Regions from separate parts of the Rattus norvegicus genome. Here region 1 is linked to region 2. Evidence: chromatin contacts called from public Hi-C data. All regions are on one chromosome and are shown on one strand. The core of a region is the stretch at or near the end of the contact, and the rest is flanking DNA. Distances in the headings are between cores, read along the strand shown.

Region 1 (3,640 bases), core at 93-2,592, 210 kb after region 2:
GGATCAAACTCCAGCCATGAGTCTTGGTGGCAAGTTTGTTTACCTGCTGAGTTGTTTTTCTGGTCCAGAATTACTGAATGTTAGTTAAAATGGAGGCCATTCAGGCATTTGGTTGAAGTAAATGAATTTGTCTACATTTTAAAAATTTCACTATGTTAGATAAAAAGCGACTGAGGGAAGGGTGAGGAGTTATAGTAGTTCATCAGATAATGTTTATAGTAGGTGCTTATAAACAGAGAGAATTATAGTGAGTGATTTTAGTTTAACTTTTAAAATAATATTTTTATTCTTTGAAAGTTTCATACACTTACGTAATGCTTATTGGTCACATCTAAATGCCACCATCTTCAACTTCCTATCATATACCCACTTGTCTGCTCTCAAACCTCACATTCTTTTATTTTAATTGTTATTGGTATTAATAGTCCCATAAGTTTACTTACTGCTGTTCATGTAATGAGCACTCACGGGGGCATGAGCTATCAATCCACTGCCATATCCCTAAAGGATATCCCTACTCTTCCTCCTCTGGTACCCACCAACAAGACCCTTTTCTTATTCATGATGGAATTGTGGTCTGGAGCAGGTAATTCAAATGGCCATGAGATCATGTGTGGGAGAGCCATTCACAACAGCATTAAGTGAAATATGGATTCTTTAATACAGTGTTGGTATGTGGCAAGCTCAGAGTTAGTAATTAGCTTATTTTCCTGACCATAGAACACTGGAGGCTCAATTTTGTTCTTTGTGAAAGTCCAGTGCTGTAATATGAGTATTTTTCTTACTACATAGCTCTAAGTACCAGCCAAACACATCATCCATCCTTGATAGCTAAATAAATAAAAAATATATTTTTAGAAAAGTAGAAATCTTTGTTATGGATAAACCAAGACAACCTAGATTGGACTGCAGGCAAACCGTTTCAAGTTTGATTGAACACAGCATCTCACTCTTCACTGTGGGTCCATTGCTTTAGCGCCCATCTCACTTCCCAACAATCTGTTTCTTCTAGGAATCAGTCTAGAGCAGGGCATCTTACTGCATGGCCAAGGTGCCAGGCACTTCTGAGAACTGCCAGTTACCCATCACAAAACAGAAGCACAAGCATTGAGTGTAAGCTTCTAGAAATTTCTATAAACCTCCCTTGACTTTGTGATTTTGTACATATTGGCTCAAATAATACATTACGCACGTCTTAATATCTTTTTTTCCCCTTTGTTTCTTGTTAGATATATAAAGCACTCAGAAAGAGATAGGTGAGCCTCTCTTCATGGTCAGAGAAGCACTGGCCTTGCACTTTCCAGTCTACTAAAGGTTATTATAGGACAGCTTGGTCAACATTAACATGTGTTTCTCACTTCCTGGAGCCTCAAGAACTACAATGAGGTTGCATAATTACATCCTCAAAGGAACTCACAGTTTGATTAAGAAGCTTCCCTTCCCCTAAGAAAATTCATGTGAAATCATTCAGAATGCGAGCAGTCATATTTAAATGCTAGATGGGGTATCAGTAGAATTGCATTTGTATGTGCTAAAATTCTACGTCATTTTATATGATCGCCTGGATCTCCTCCTATTACTATTTAACTTGATAGGACATTTTCTCATGGTGCGCATTGAGTGTTTATGAGGAGGATAGCTAGTAAAACATGAATTTGTCCATCCCATGTAATTTTTCCATGAAAATTCTGAACATTTGCACTTAGAAATTATGTATGAGTAATCTCATAAAAAAGTGAAAGGTCCTAAATCCTCAATAATAAGTTGTTTTTGATAGGTATGCTAAGGGGGTCTATTTTTCAATAAACAGCCACCTATTTTCAAGATCTTACCAGAGAAAATTATTATCATAGCTAGGAGTAAGATAGGCAAACAAGACTTTTTAATCTTGAAAAATTTGCAGAGCTTAATTTGAACATGACATCAATTTTAAAAAGTTTTAGTTAATTTATCCTAAGTCATTGTTCCTTCTATTAGAACCAGAGGCTTTGGAAACTTCACCCACACAAACTCCCTGTTTCCCTGTGCCGGTGACAGCAGGAACACGCTTTGTACTATTAAATTGTTGTTACTGCCCTCTAGTGGCAACAGCTAATCCTTGTTCTTTTTCTACCGATGTCTGAGCCACAGAAATTCAGAACCTGAAGGGCAGGCCACAGCTAGGGTACTGCGAGGAGTTAAATAGGAACCAGAACCTCGTATCATGTATTTCAGGAGTTTGTTCAAAGAATAAGCTGGGTCTCTGTATGGGGAAAAGAGGAAGGAGGTTTCATCCATGTATCTGATTGATTCGCCATATGAAGCACCACATTCAAATATCATTTTTCAAAGAATACGGTTTTCTCTTTACATGTTTGAAGGCAGGTGGCTTTCCATTTCCTCAGAAAATGACTCTCGAAATTTAAGATAGCTTATATGATATGTGCTCAGAAGTTACAATGTATACCGTATGGTGGGGATCTATCCAGATTCAGGCTGTAGGAGCTAGAAATCCTACCTCCTGCCTCACTGGTGATGATGTTCTCAGGCTGTTCACAGTCAGCCAGAGTTTGAATAGCTAAAACCTTGGATGGTTGACCAGAGAAATTTCAGAAGTGAAGACCTATCGTAGAATAGTCTTTATTGTGGAATTAACTTATAATGTGACGAAGCACTCCATTCAATGATTTATTAAAAAAAATATCAATTTATTAGATTTCTACCTCACTTCATAGGTAACCTTGAGGGGATACTAAAAAAATTGAAGCTTTACTCTCATCATTTGTGTATGTACACACTTAGAATCATTAGTACACTTGTACAGTCAGAGAAGTATTCATGGTTCATATAACTAAATAACCTGAAATAAAACAAATTTATATGTTAAGAGAAAGTCATTACAAGTTTGCATTATATGGAGTGCATAGTCAGCAATAAATGTCAGCATTGCCAATGGGTATCACGGAGCAAATTTACAGGCTCATGGGAGCAAACGCTCTGGAAGGTTTCCTTCAGCGCAGAGACGATTTTGACATTTCCATAAAAGAAACTTAATATATGAATCCATGAGAGGTGTTACCTTGAGGTTTGACCGAAAGATAAAATAAATAAGAAGTCAGAGAATGATTCTGTAATAAAATTCAGTTGAGCGTGGGTACATGAAGAATGACATTAAAGGAAAGTTGGGATTATTTACTTTTCTCTCTTACCGTTACCTCGAACCAAGAGCAGATGGGAAGGGAAACGCGTCAAGTTCAACATCCAATTCACATCATGCCATAGCACATATAAACCGTATGAACACAAAAGAGCAAAGACTCTGGGTAAATATAAGGTTTTGTGCCTTCTGTGGGGAAATGGGCCATAAAAAATATCTATTGTTTTGCAAAGAAATCATATTGCACGTGTGTTTGAATTCTGTAATCATTGTGCTGTTGATAATTTTATGTAGTTTGAAAGCTGTGTGGCATCCATAGTTCGAGATGCATTATTAAAGTCAGAAATGTATTCATATGTGTAAAGTTTTAAGTAAAAATAGAAAGTTTTTACCAATGTAATTAGAAGAAAGGGCATATATTGATCTGAAAGCATTTTTTTTCATACAGTTTGTCCCTAAGTTTGTATGAGTTGATGCTTCTCAAATTTTGAAACTAAGGTTTAA
Region 2 (3,748 bases), core at 193-2,692:
GTGTAAAGCAAAAGTTACTATAACTTTATTTTTGACAACTACTTGCATATGTATAATATTTGATTTTCATGGAGGTGTTGCATACACTGCTTGTGTGAACATGCATTTGGAAGGGAGATGTTGACATTATACATCTTCCTTGATTTTTCTCTATGAGACGTGGGTTGCACTAAACCTGGAGCCCACTGGTAGGCTAGCAAGATATGAGCTATAATGATCTTCTTCCAACTCCCACCACCAGGGATCTGATGTGCAACCTCTGTGTCTTTGTTTTATGTGTGTGCTGGGGATCTCAATTCATATCCTTATGCTTGCATGGTGAGAGATTTACCCACTGACCTCCCAGTCCTCATGCTCCATTTTAAGTTACTCAGGAGCATTGCTGCTTTTAAACACTCTCTGTTATAGCCTTTCATTTGTAGCAATTAGTAAATGCCCTATGAAACATCACCAGAGATTATGCTGTGCACCACGGGGGGGGGGCATTAGAATATACTTAACTTTTAACTTACTTTTAATTTTTGATATAGGGCTGGTCTGTGTAGTCAGGTTGGCCTGGGACTTGTTATACCTGCTACACGGATGGACATGTACTATTTAAATTCTTCACTAAGCTTACTTAAATTTGATTTCTGTGATTGAATTAACCTTCTATAATTGATTAACTGGATATACCACCTTTTTGGGAATAGGCTTCAGCATATTATAGAGGGCAAACATTCCATTTTCTTCAAGATAATTCTGGTTTATCACATACCATGGTGACCCTTTATGATTCTTTTTAATTTTATTCATTTAAATTATGAATTATACCGTCAACATATAACATAAACTTTTGACATCCTGGTTAAAGTATGTTTTCAAACATTCTCATATATAATTTAAAGAGTTTTAAAATTATATATTTAGTAGCGTGTGTGTGTGTGTGTGTGTGTGTGTGTGTGTGTGTGGTGTATGTTCTTGCATGTATGTATGTGTATCAGATGCACGAAGAGCCCATAGATGTCAGAAAAGGCATAAAATTCCCTACAGCTGTTGTTACAAATAGTTGTGAGCTGCCTTCTAGACGTTAGGAATCAAACGTGGTCCCTGTAAGAGATATACTGCTCAGATTCTGAGTCAATGATCCAGCCCCTGTGTATAATTCTTCAATGAGGACATTTGTGTAGTGCAAACTATAACTTTTGTTTTGGCTTTGAAACTGTGTGTACTACATGGATAAATAAATTTATTTAAAAATATCTTCAAAGATTTAAATTATTGTTTTTAATTATAAGTAGATGTTTGTCTGTATATGGCTATGTTCATGTGAGCGCAGGGACCCCTGGAGGATGGAGGCATTAGTTACATCCTCTGGAGGTGGCGCTATTCTAGTCAGTTGTGAGCCACTTCACGTGGCTGCTAGAAACCTGACACGGGTCCTCTGAAAGCAGCAAGCGCTTGAACTGCTGAGTCATCTGTCCAGTTCCTGGACCGTAGCCCAGACTCTCCACAAACGCAAACTCAGACTCAAACTCTGTCCCTTCTGTCTCTGTCTCTTCAGCCTAACCGTGTCATGTACTACAGCAACTGGTGAGAAACAAGTTTCAAAAATATGTGTTGGTCATGCCAGAAATAACACCGATTTAAGCTCACCCACTATTTACATGTGTATTCTAGTCTAGATCAATATCAACAAAAAAATCTGGCATGTAAATTTTCACCAAATACTTATTGAAAAATGTCTTATAATTTACTGCTGTGGTGAAACACTATGACCAAAAGCAAACTGAAGGGGAAAGGACTTATTGGCTTGTACTTCCACATCACTGTTCATCATTGGAGGAAGTCAACACAGAAATACTCTCAGGGTGGAATTTGTACATAGGAGATGATGCAGGGACCACGGAGGAATGACGCTTACTGGCTTTTTCCTCTGCTTGCTTTCTTATAAAACTCAGGGCACCAGATTAGGGGTGGTACCACCCACAAAGGCTTGGGCCATCCTCCATCAATCACTAATGCAGAAAATTCTTGCATACAGCCTGATATTGAGGACATTTTTGTTGTTGTTTCTGTTGTTTGTCAAATAGTTTCTGATGACTATACCTTGTGTCAAGATGACATAAAACTAGCCCTCACAAAAACAAAAACAAAAACAAAAACACAAAAACCCTGATAAACTATTGTGTGTGCTGAAGAAAAACAGTAAAGCAAGTCAGTGGAATGCAATGTCTCATGATACCTGTGTCCTAATGCTCGTCATATAGTAATATTGTCCATTTATAACAGTCTCCACTACATTAGCCTAACAGGTAAATATCACAAGCCCTACAGTATCTTCCTGAATAAGGAATATTAACAATCTCTACACATACTGTTTCCATATAGAGATGAAATGTCTCCCCCAGAATCATGTGCTTGAAATTTTGAATCTCGGCTGGTTACTTTGTTTAGGGAGGTTGTGTGATCAGCTAGATGTGGATAACTTGGAATGGACTTTGAGCCTCTTTAACGATTTTCTACTTCCTGTCTTGCTTGTGGTTCTGCCACCACATAAGAAAATACAGCCATATACTCTTGCTGCCATGGAGTCTTTTCATCATGCATTCACTGATATTGCTTCCTCTGAAATGGTGAAGCATAATCAACTCTCTGTCTCTTGAGCTCCTTCTATCAAATAGTTTTGTTATGATGATTAAAGTAACTAACACAAAAAACTGGTTCTAGATGTTGGATTGCTGCATTGGGCTGTTGAGCTTGTGAATCTTAGGCAGTTTGTTTATGGGATGATTGTGGAAGAGACTGCAGATGTTGGCTAGAAGAGCCCCCAGAAAACTGTAAACAGAGCTTAATGAATGATTCTGTTGAGAATTTGGGAGACCAAAATCTGATGAAAATAGAGGGTAAAAACTATGCATATAATATTACAAATGAGAAAAATGACTGTATTGGGAAAAGAATAATATAGTACTTATATGTGTTTAGGAACATATACTATTTCTGTTCTGAAAATTGAATTAAGTTTGATTGAAAGTTTTTGGACTAATTTATTTGAGGGAGGGCAGTTGAGGATGACACAGAGTTCAGACTGTGACCTGATTATGGCCTGGATGGTCTTAGGTTTACATAAGAATCCAGAACAAATCAAACCATGTGACTGCAAGATCAGAGAAACCTGCCAGTTTGGAAGAAAGAGTATGTGAGTTCCTTTAGCTTGTGGAGAATGTAGGTGTGGGCAAGACAGTTGTATCTATTATTGATTTGCTTCACCCAAGATAATCCATTGACTTAGCATTAAAATAAGAGGAAAAAGATGTCTTGAGGGCAAACCCTACTTATCAAAGGTTCCAGTTTATAAGTAGAAAGATCCATTTGTATGACATTTCTTTAAAAAAATGTGACCACAGGAATTTATACTCTAACAACGATGTCTGTAGAGATATTTCCTCAACTCTGAACACACAAGCATCAGGCGGTGACTGTAGTTTGGGTCAAAGTGGACCAGGGTATATCTTGAATTGCCAGCAGGAAGTAAGATTAGCCACATGGTACTCATCTTTTGGGCATGCAGAATGCAACAGTTAAGAAGTCACAAAAGGGCAGAAGTTTGTGGCAAGGTTCTATAGAAAAGTAGTATAGAAAAGACATGAAATATGCAGAGACAACAGATTGCCTACATGAGACTACCTGAGATGGCTGTATCTAAACTCAAGAAGGTGAAGCCCTAAGATCCATTGGAGTTGCTAGGATACTGGAGAGTTAAAGA

The links. A called contact is a pair of places that touch in the nucleus more often than the background predicts.
Region 1: a Hi-C map of hepatocytes shows a contact between it and region 2, with 2.9 times the contacts expected there. The contact joins two enhancer-like sites. A contact is called at or near these places in 12 of 12 Hi-C or Micro-C datasets (the A7r5 cell line, the Rat2 cell line, Schwann cells and 7 more).

Annotation. Positions count from the first base shown.
Region 1 is chr11:29,517,094-29,520,733 of GRCr8, forward strand. All of the region lies in intron 4 of LOC103693508 (a long non-coding RNA gene), which reads left to right. Among named protein-coding and RNA genes, the nearest start is that of Mir99a, 170 kb to the right of the region's middle. Within about 2 kb of position 1,343, at least 2 of the 93 cell types and tissues checked have an H3K27ac peak or open chromatin away from gene starts, as enhancers often do.
Region 2 is chr11:29,304,014-29,307,761 of GRCr8, forward strand. All of the region lies in intron 2 of LOC134481049 (a long non-coding RNA gene), which reads right to left. All of the region lies in intron 1 of LOC103693508 (a long non-coding RNA gene), which reads left to right. Among named protein-coding and RNA genes, the nearest start is that of Usp25, 220 kb to the left of the region's middle. Within about 2 kb of position 1,443, at least 3 of the 93 cell types and tissues checked have an H3K27ac peak or open chromatin away from gene starts, as enhancers often do.